2 separate regions of the Zea mays genome follow, and region 1 is linked to region 2. The links are chromatin contacts, called in public Hi-C maps. All regions are on one chromosome and are shown on one strand. Each heading gives the region's core, a stretch centred on a gene start, on an enhancer-like site or on the middle of the called end of the contact. The rest is flanking DNA. Distances are from core to core; before and after follow the strand shown. Region 1 has its middle 23 kb from the start of LOC100273707. Region 2 holds the start of LOC103627072 (haloacid dehalogenase-like hydrolase family protein).

Region 1 (5,287 bases), core at 2,115-4,614, 390 kb after region 2:
GTTTAGCACATAAAACAATTGACTAAGTGTCTAGAACTTACCTTTATTCTTGATCCATCTAGATATACCTTTGCTTAACTTTTGTTAGTTCTCACCTAGTGTGTTGTGCATCTAATCACCAAACAATATAGAAATAGCCCAAGGGCACATTTCTCTTTTAGATCCCCAGTGGGCCCTTCGCTTGGATCCTGCAGAAGAAACCAGTGCCTCACTCGGATTACCTGTTTGTAACTCATTGAGCGTCATTGCTAGTCCATCGAGCAAAGCATGGTTCAGCTCACCTCCCCTCGTCCCCGCGAAGGAGATGCAACAAATGCAACAACAAATGTAAATGATGCAATCTCAAAATATGTATATGTGGATGCATTAACAGTAATAGCTTGACTTCAATTTAGTTATTTATTAGTTTTTCCAAATGATTCTAAATGCACAATTTGTAATATGTTTGCTTGCAGACGTACGATATCGATGTACCTCAGCAATGCGTTACTCTGACTCCGCCAGCGAACCTCGCGTCTTCACATGGTGATGCATCACAGGTAAACTTGTGTAACTTTATCAAGTTAGAGTTCTTAATCGTAAACATGACACTTATTCTCTTGTTATAGGGTTCTGGGACAGGTCCCCACAACCAAATGACGCCCCAATGATGTCGTAGGTATATGCTCCATAGATGTCGCCTCAGATGACTTCGCAGATGCCGCCTCAAATGCCAATGTTGATGTTGTTGCCATAGATGTTGTGGGGATATCCTCCTATGGGGCCATCACAAATGCCTTAGGGATATGCTCCATGGTCGACATAGCCACCTCCATCCCTAGAGTGGCAAGTTAAGTCCACTTTGAGCTTTAGTTAACTAAAATGTAGTAAATAAAGCTAAATCTATACGGTAACATATGGACCACATCTTTTGTAGGGTTCGAGTTCGGGTTCGTGTCCTACTTAGGACGACGCTACGAACTTCGTCGACCAGATCTTCAACCCGATCGACGACCCATATCAAGTTTGATGGACTTGTAGACTTTTTATGTGATGTTTGGACATGTTTATGCGATGTTTGGACTTGTGCCGTGTGGACTTATGGACTATTGTGTTTATGTGTGTGAACTTGTGTTTGAGACTTGTGTTTTGGACTATTGTGTGTATATATGTATGCATGTTTTAAATATAAACCCTGTTCTGGAGACATCCCATTCGAGGAGGGATCCAGAACAGGGTTTATATTTTAAAAATAATAATAATAATAATGTCGGCCAAGCCGACGTTCTTAAGTCCACAACATCTAAGAACATCGATGAATCGACGTTCTTCAAGCCATGTGGCAATGCCAGTGGTTGGCCTGGTGGCCATTTAAGAATGTCGGTCTTAATGGCTAACGTACTTAATGCCACGTGGCTCACCCATGGATCCCCGGTTAGGTGCCATGTGGCTCGTAGTTAAGAACGTTGTCCCCTTTGTACCGACGTTTTTATATGTTTAAGTATGTCAGGTTTTGCCTTGTCGACGTTATTGACTTAAGAACGTTGGCCCCGACATTCTTAGTTGTTTAAGGACATCAAATATTGTACATCGGCAAGCCGATGTTCTTAATCTAAGAATGTCGGTTCCCAGCCTCGACGTTTTTTCCTGGTTTTCCTGTAGTGGTGGGGGCATGATCCAATCTAATGCCCTTCTTTTTCTTATTGCTTCTCTTTGATTTTTATTTGTTGAAGCACACTGGGTCATTGTTAGAGCATTTATCATGAGCCATAATTGTCTTACCTTGAATTTTGCTCATGTATTTTTCTTGTTTCTTGTTTGCTCTAGGAACTTGTTTTTGCTTTTGACATGTCTCTTGACTCCACCAACTCCTTGACCGATCAAGGTGTGGGTGGCTGGCCACGTGGCACTCCCGAAGCCCCACCCATTGATCAGGGTCATCGCAGGGCATCTAGGACACTGGTGTGTTGGGACACCGGTAGGGTGGGGCCTCTCGGAGCTAAGGTGCACTAGGCCCCCATGCCTGCTCGGTGGTCGGTGGAGCGGTTGCCTGAAGGAGTCCACCTGGAGATCCGAAGACCATCCAAGGCGGTCTGAGGCCAGTAGTGGGGCCTCGGGAACATATGTAACCGTCGGGCGAAGAAGACCCCGGGGTCTGTATCCCTCCTAATGGTTTCCAGGGCCTCCAGCGGGAACCTCGAAACAAGTGGTAGCATCGAACCACACCAAAGGTAGGGGCAGGCTAGGCCCATGGTGCAACCAGACCCCGCCAACAGGATAGTGAGGGTTGTTGCAGAAGGAAGCCTCATGCAAGCTTACGTGGCAGGGGCCCTTTTGCGTTGCAGAGTTCTTGGCCATGTACTCTCGTTATCTCTTTAGAGGAGTCTTGTCGACCCGACCCGCCTCGAAGGCAAGACCCGTAGCCTGCCCTCTTCGTGTAGGGCTAGTTTTACTGTAGCGTCTCGGGCAATCATACCCAGAATGCTGACATGGGCTAGAGTAGTTTCCAGGCCCTGGGCCCTGGTCCGGTGGACAATGGTCTCTATATAGTGGGCCTAGAAGTTTGTCTCCTGCGTCAATATCTTTAACCTGAATTGTCGACAAAAAACAACAACGACAGATACCCATGCCCTCCTCCACCGTAACAGCATATTCAACGGAAACAATACTATGCTCTTTTTTTAAGGCAAAGTACTATATATTCATTTCGTTGTTATACAAACTAATTCTTAAAATCATCTTAAACCAAACTTATAAGGTCGAATAAATCCATAAAAGAGCGTGATTATTTATTATGTCAAATTAGAATCATAAACATGGTTGATTTTTTTATAATTCATTTATTTGGTTTGGTATCATTATAATTGCCTTTACAAATCTCGTTAAACATAAGATAACCCTGGAAACAAAAAAGTTAACTTAAGATGGATCTAATTCAGAAAATATTGTTGTCGGAAGTTTATACGTTTCCAGCTTCCTACAAAAGTTGTTGCACTGTTCGAAGCAGATTCACAGTGTCTGATCAACTGCTGGCTTGCCTTTTTTTATTTTCTTTTGAGAAAATTCTGATCAACTGCTGGTACCTGGACGTGTGTGTGTGTGTATATATATATATATATATATATATATATATATATATATATATATATATATATATATATATATATATATATATATATATATATATATATATATATATATATATATATATATATATATATATATATATATATATATATATATATATATATATATATATATATATATATATATATATGTTCATAACATAAGGTCGGAGGCGGGCTGTGCCGACACGTATGGGCTTGGGCCAGATGGGTATAGATTCGGCCCGCAGAACGGGGGGGCAGGCGGCGCAACGGGTTTCCCGCCGTGACCCGTCCGTCCCCCTGACGTGACGAGTCGAAGCGAGAGTCAAAGTGCTGAAGCACTGCACAGCAGCGCAACAGTGTGCGTGCTGTGTGTACACACGGGACAAGTCTCTGCGTCGTCTGCGTCACTGACAAGGAGGAGTATATTTGCTTGCAACAGCTACGTGACGAGCGAGGCGAGGTCAGGTATGCAGTGTGCTCCTGTCTGTCTCAGCCGCTAGCTAAGCTAGCAGCAGCCAGCAGCAACAGCTAAAAACCAGACCTGGCATGGGATTGTGCCGTCTGAAATCGATTCAGACGCCCCTGTGGGCTGTGGCCTGCCTGTCCCAGCTCAAAAGGGAAGAGGCCTCAGCCCCTCTTTTCTCTGCTGCAACTGCAAGCTGCGCTGCATGGTTCTGTATCCCGAGTGTGTGATGCTGATGCATGCAAGCGTGTAGTCAACATCCCTGGCTATGGCTTGCAGTTGCAGTCGTTTTATACCATGCATACTACCAGCAGCCTGTAGAATAGACCAACTACTCAAATACTTGTAGTGTCATGACTCATGAGAGGGTTTGCAATGGCATCTCTTGTCGCATTTTGTTAGCAGATGTTATATATGGGATAGGACAAGCAGAAGGGGCAGGTGAGATGACGACGTTCCAATTTCCAGTTCCATTGTTGTACATACCATTACCATTGGGGTACTGTGTGGTTCGCAAGAGGCCAGCCTAGGCACTCTTCTGTGTGCGACGATGTGTCCATCTCGAAACAACTGACGTCCGCCTCGCCGTCCCCCTCATCAGTCATCACCATCACCGCCCCTGCAGTACCTGAGGTTTGGACGCATGCACGCATGCACGGACACTGCCGCCATGCCCTGCAGCCTCTGCCATGAACTGTCAGCTCATCGCCGGGACGCAATACAATGCCCACAGCATGGACAAACTTGGTTTATGGCTGACGCTTTGGATCATTTGGCACCACAACAGCCAAGAACGAACACGGTTAGATTGATCTCATCCGAATCACCAAACTGAACTTCTCGTGTCTTAATCAAGAATGCAACAATCATCTTGGTTGTGGCTCTTATTTTTTTGCACCGTGTAAAACAAAAAAGGAAATAAGACCAATACGCGTCACTACCGGAAATCCGGCTCTTTACTGAGTGCTCGACGTTTTGCCGAGTGCATTTTGTCGGACACTCGACGAAATAACACTCTTGGCAACGACCACATTTACCGAGCATAAGACACTCGGCAAAGACAGACACTCAGCAACGACGACCACATTTACTGAGTGTCTGTCTTTGCCGAGTGTCAAACCCTCGGCGAACGACGACGCTTGACAAATAGCTGTCATCAACCGTCTATAGCTAACAACCGTTAACTTTGCCGAGCGTCAGACGTTATCACTCGGCAAAGAAGCTATTTTGTTGAGTGTCAGCAAACCATCATTTTGCGAGTGTCTTCTTTGACATACGACAAAGTATATTTTTTTCAAACAAATTTTTTGTGGTTTGTTTCTACACTATATAGATCTACATGTTCGATTTTGGCATAATTATAAAAATGTTTGCTATAACTATTAGATTTTGTCCGTTTAATTGAATTTTCTCAAATAATTCAGATTTGAATTGCAAGTCACTCGAAACATGAAAAACCGAGAATGCAAAATGATATTCATGTTATTCAAAAGTTGATTGAAATTTTCGAGCACCATGCTCACGAAACAAGATTCATTGGTAGCTCTTTACCCTGTGAAGAGTACAGACCTAATGAGACTCGATCTACTCTAGCGTGGTTAGTGAGGGAAAGTTTTGGCCACTGTGTTCCCAAAGCCACAGCCATCATACAATGACTACGACGTCGTGGACCGCTAGATTCATCCCTTCCCATAGCGACCTCTTCCAATGACTAGGGACTACGGTTATGGGCTAA
Region 2 (5,063 bases), core at 1,936-4,435:
TTTTCGCGGAAATCAAGAAGCTTGAAGGTTCTAATAGTGGAAGCCCGACTCTAGATAAAGAACACATAATAAAAAAAATAATATGAAGTGATAAGTCTCTTGGATGTTGTTAACACGCTTTAATTCTTCATTGATCACATGATATTATATTACTTATTATTGGATTGGAGTTCAATAAAAAAATAAGTAATTATTGAATAATAGAATTTTTCTTCGACAAGAATACATAGTTACCTAATGTAAAATAGAAATTACCATAAGTACCTATTTCATAGATTTCATAATCCCTTTATTCCAAATTATAAGCTGTTTTGGTTAGAGGGAGAGGGAAAAGAAAAACTGGCTCGATACCATATTGGATAGAAACCCCTAACCTAATTAGGGTAAGCTATATCAATAGTGTATGGGTTGGGCCAAGGCCCATTACAATGGGAGCACACACAGCAGTCCAACACTTTTAGATAAGAAGGGCAGGCCTGATGCAATAGTGAGAGCCGTCTCACTGACTCATCAGATCGCGGGTTTGAAGTAGCCTCTCCGCATTTGCGGGGGAGGCTTGCCTCGGTTTATCCTTTCCCGAGACCCACTCATGTGGGAGTCTCCAGCCCTCGATCTACCCTTGTTTGTTTTTACTATTTTTTTCTAGATATATTATTTTACTATGTATCTAGACATAGTGTATATCTAATTGTATAGCGAAACCAATATAATTAATAAAGTCAATACATCGTATAATTTAGAATAGATGGAGTATGTAACCAGCCTATATATTACAATCAAAGAAAATAAGGAAGCAATTAACATAATAAAATTGACATAAAAACTAAGCATCCTCTTAACTATTAGCTTTCATGATAATTTTCCCAAGTGTCCCTCATATTGTCTGTTTTGGGAAAGCTGGCATATGAATATGAGTGGTAATCGTAAGCTTTTAAAAGTTATTCTAAAATTAGCTGCCACTTCAGATCAGTGCCATTAGTATTGCATGAACAAATACCATAACTGCATAGAACCCACCTTTCCAGTAACCATGATAACATTTACTCCTGTTGCAATTGCCTCTCTCAAAGATCCTATTGATTTTTCATGCAGACCACCTTCATAATCCATGATAGTACCTTACCAAATTTTTTGGAAGAAATTATTCACTAGAACTTGGCAAGACCCACTAGAAGCCAAATATTTCTAGGTGCTCAGTCAACTCACCATCTATATCACAGATGATATGGCTTAGTTTGGGTTGATGTTTCTCTTGTAGGATCACTTTCTCTATATTGCTATCAGCCTCTGTGAGTGAATCTATAGGTAAGCGACAAGAAATAGATTGCCATTCATTTTCTTTTCTGTAATGCTTAAGCCGTGCAGAGGAAACATACCAACAGAATTTTGTAAATGTTCCATAACAGTAGCAATATCATAAGCACTCTTAATTAATCCCTTTCCTCTCCATTCAAGAGTATTTAAAATATGTTCTTCTTCCTTCTCCATCTCTTCTTCAGCCACCTTGCTGACTTCATGGTCAAAGCCCAATAAATGCAATAGCCCATGCACCTATTGAAGTTTAAGTCTGTTAGCATAAAGAAGTGTGAAAGCTCTTTGGCTGCCATATGCAGGATGCTTCACAAATTACAACAGTAATAGCATAGAGTCATTCAGCTGTTGATACACAATGGCTGATGGAAACAAGCAGTTGAGCACTAGTGCATTGTGCATCTCGCCATGACCTTTAGTCTCTATTTTTGCAGGCAGCTTTTAAATATCAGATACTGCTCCATTAAAACAGTGCTCTATGGTTTTTATGCCTTTGATACAAATTTTCTTAATGTTGTATGCTCCTATTGTGAAGGTTCAGAGTGCAGAGTGAACTGAACATCCTATTTGCGTATTATGGAGGTACAAAGTGCAGCAAAGATGAAAATGACTATATTGATAAATCTGACAACATCCACACGACTATTGATCCATTTATGCAACTGGAAAAGTTGCAGTTAAACATTATTAGGAAATAAAGAGAGGAACAAACCAACCATGAGGATTCTTATCTCATCAACAAGTGTGTGTCCCCTTTCTTCTGCTTGCCGTCGAGCTGTGTCAACAGAAATTACTATGTCACCCAACTGCAGCTGTCAAAGCAAAACAAAACATATATATAACAAAAAGGGTCAAAAGAAGCATCCAAAATAAATAGACTCATTTGGTAGGATGTCATACAATGGGAATATCAAGCTCTGGGATATGCTGAGACATTGACAGAACATCAGTAGCATGATCCTCATCCCTCCATTCTTTGTTGAGCTTCCTGATGAAATCATCATCACAAAGCAACACAGAGACCTCAATGCTAGCATACTTGTCCACATTGCATATAGAAGGATCTCTGGTCATGTAATCCGAGCCTTCAAGGTCGTTGAGGGCCAGCTTCACTGCCTTCCCAACATCCGTCCGAAGAGTTTCTGCAATGCTCTGCAAAGCGATTTGCAGTGAGATGGATAGATATATGATGCCAATTTAACATTACGTACAAAGGGAGATATCACAAAGTGGCTTCAAATGCGTGCTCAATTTATTTTGAGAAAAAAACCTGCACCATCAGATCAAAACTGCGAAACTAGGGCCCAGAAGCTATTACCAGGATTCCAGGGTCGTCGGGAAGGGCCTCCTCTATGCCAATTTGCACGCGGAGCTCGCCAGGGCCCTTCCGCGTCGGACTCCTGGCTCTCTTGCGCCTCAGCAACATCGGCGGCCGCGTCGAGCGCCCTCGCCTCCCGAAGGTCGACGAGGCGTATTGACGCGACGCGGCTACGATGATGGGAAGCAGAGTACGGCCATGGGGAGGAGGAGCAGGCGGCGGCAACCGGAGAGGGAGAAGCAGCCGCGGGGTGGAGCGGACGCTGGAGGTGGCAGAAGCGAGGATTTGGTGAGATGCAAGCGTGCGAGAGAGGAGCTGATGGAGGCGCACCATCGAGAGCAGCAGCAGATTGGCGTGGTGCGGGCGACTGCGCGAGGTTCTAGAAATTTTGGCTGAGGATGATTGGCTGCGGAGCGAGGAGCTCGACGAGGAACAAAATGGGAAGATAGGTTTAACCGAGATTTTTGTGATTATAGAACATTGCTTCGTCAGAACAGATTGAGAGGCGACGGCTTCGACAGAATAGACAGAAGACACGTCTGAATCCGTCGGACTGTGTAAGCTCTCGTCATCTCGTGCCTTCATTTTCGAATAAGTGAATGTCCGTGCGTTGCGACGGGAGTAAAAAAAATGTATGAAATATATAAATGGAACGACAAATATCGCTATAATATGTAAAATCCATGTGGTAAACATTATCAATATTACACAAATTATTTCTAAAGAGTCAATTTAGAATTTTGTAATAACACACAAATATGTCGACAATCATACACTAATCTAATCCTTTTTACCACGACGTAGCGACGACAAGCACGACAGGGAGAAGATCATTATGCGGGCGAACTCGATACGGAGCAATGTACGAAGAAGAAACGACACTCGGTGCAGCTTCGGACGTCAGACGCACACAGCTCGAGTACGCAACAGTTAGTGATGACGACGAACTTGGACGATGGCAACGACTTTCCAACGTCGCAAATAGAGGGCGCGACTTTCGGCATTGCGAACAGAAATCACCCTCACTTTCCCTCCGGCAGCACCCCTATCCAACATCCTATATTTAATCATATCCTAAGTCACCCTCACTTTCCCTCAAATATGGTGTCGAGAAACTGTTGGAGGAAACATTTAGGAAGGGATTTTTTTGTCAGGATGCACCTATACAGTGACATAGGGGAATTAAGTTTACATTAACAGAATTAATCAAACTTACTTTGTTAAAAACAAAATTATAAAGAAGGAACAACTCTCCAGATATATTATACCTGTCATCACTAAACAGATCAAAGCACAAAGAATGCAAGTAATGTCTCTTGGTCACTTCACGAATTCAAATCATACCTTTTATTTCTGGAAAACAAAAATACGAACAGATCATGTCTATTGGTTATATCAATTCAGCAAGAAGTATGAACAGGGCCAGGAAAGCATTCAACGTTGCCAATTAAAGATTCATGGTTACGTGTACCCTAACGTTCAGCAAGAAGTGCAAGCTGCATTTCTTTCTTCTGTGATGATGGTGCATATCTAAACAGACTCTCTGGTCTCCTAGTCCCTTTAAGCATGTAATCAGTCTTCATGAATCAGGTGGCCTTACTAATCTCACACCATATACATCGTGAAGCTTCCACTGGCATCTGTAGAATGTAAGGGAAGCTCAATCTGAAATTAAAAGTACATGTAATTGAGCTTCTATTGCCAAGCATCGGACACAAGTTTTTTTTCCCCGAAAAGGCGGCAAGAGAGTTTCCACAATTCATTAATAAGAGGGAGAAGCATGCAAGCAAAGGAAGATACGTGTAGAAGGAATATTGCAAAAGAAGGGAAAAGAAACAATCAACGAGGAAATTTTGGTTGGACTTCTTTAATTCTAAAGTAGCCTAGTGTATGCATTATTAAAAGTAAACTCCCTATGTAATTGTTATAAATCAATAAATGGCTCACCCAAAACTGTATAGTTCAATAAAGCCTAGTATATGTTTGCATACTTAGACAAATAATCCTGGTACAAGATCTCATCAGTTGAAAGGAACAGTCACACACCATGTCCCAACCATCACTATAGCTGAAAAGATAAAATTCTCAGAACACCAGGTTTACCCATAAACAGAAACTTAGAACAAAAGGCCCAAATAAAACCTTGAAAAGCAACACATTAACCACCGAGAAGTCAATAGCCACTTTGGAGATTTGGAACAAGCACAACCAAACTCAAGAAAAGTGTGGTCCTTCTACACATCCACAACATCAAATTGTCAACAAATAGCAATGAAATACTGCAGAGGTTTCAAAAGCAGATTACAAGATAAGTGAGCATCAACCTACAAGGTCATCATCAAAAAAGATGGACAGCTAGTAGGAATGTTTCAGTCTGGTGTGCCATGGAGTATTTCATATTCGAGCCTGTTGAAGACCAGAGTTTTCAACAGTG

Evidence for each region. A called contact is a pair of places that touch in the nucleus more often than the background predicts.
Region 1: a Hi-C map of ear shows a contact between it and region 2, with 8 times the contacts expected there. The contact joins the enhancer-like site here to the promoter of LOC103627072 in region 2. A contact is called at or near these places in 10 of 25 Hi-C or Micro-C datasets (bundle sheath, ear, leaf and 3 more).

The regions. Positions count from the first base shown.
Region 1 is chr5:155,549,192-155,554,478 of Zm-B73-REFERENCE-NAM-5.0, forward strand. No RefSeq gene overlaps it. Among protein-coding and RNA genes, the nearest start is that of LOC100273707, 23 kb to the right of the region's middle. Within about 2 kb of position 3,365, at least 17 of the 20 cell types and tissues checked have an H3K27ac peak or open chromatin away from gene starts, as enhancers often do. A contact at or near this core is called in bundle sheath, ear, leaf and 2 more, where this site is marked.
Region 2 is chr5:155,157,398-155,162,460 of Zm-B73-REFERENCE-NAM-5.0, forward strand. LOC103627072 (haloacid dehalogenase-like hydrolase family protein) reads right to left here and starts at 3,186. Exons shown (of 13, transcript XM_035959150.1): 1 at 2,630-3,186; 2 at 2,212-2,463; 3 at 2,028-2,123; 4 at 1,377-1,551; 5 at 1,207-1,287; 6 at 1,018-1,118; 7 at 1-50. The coding sequence starts at 2,962.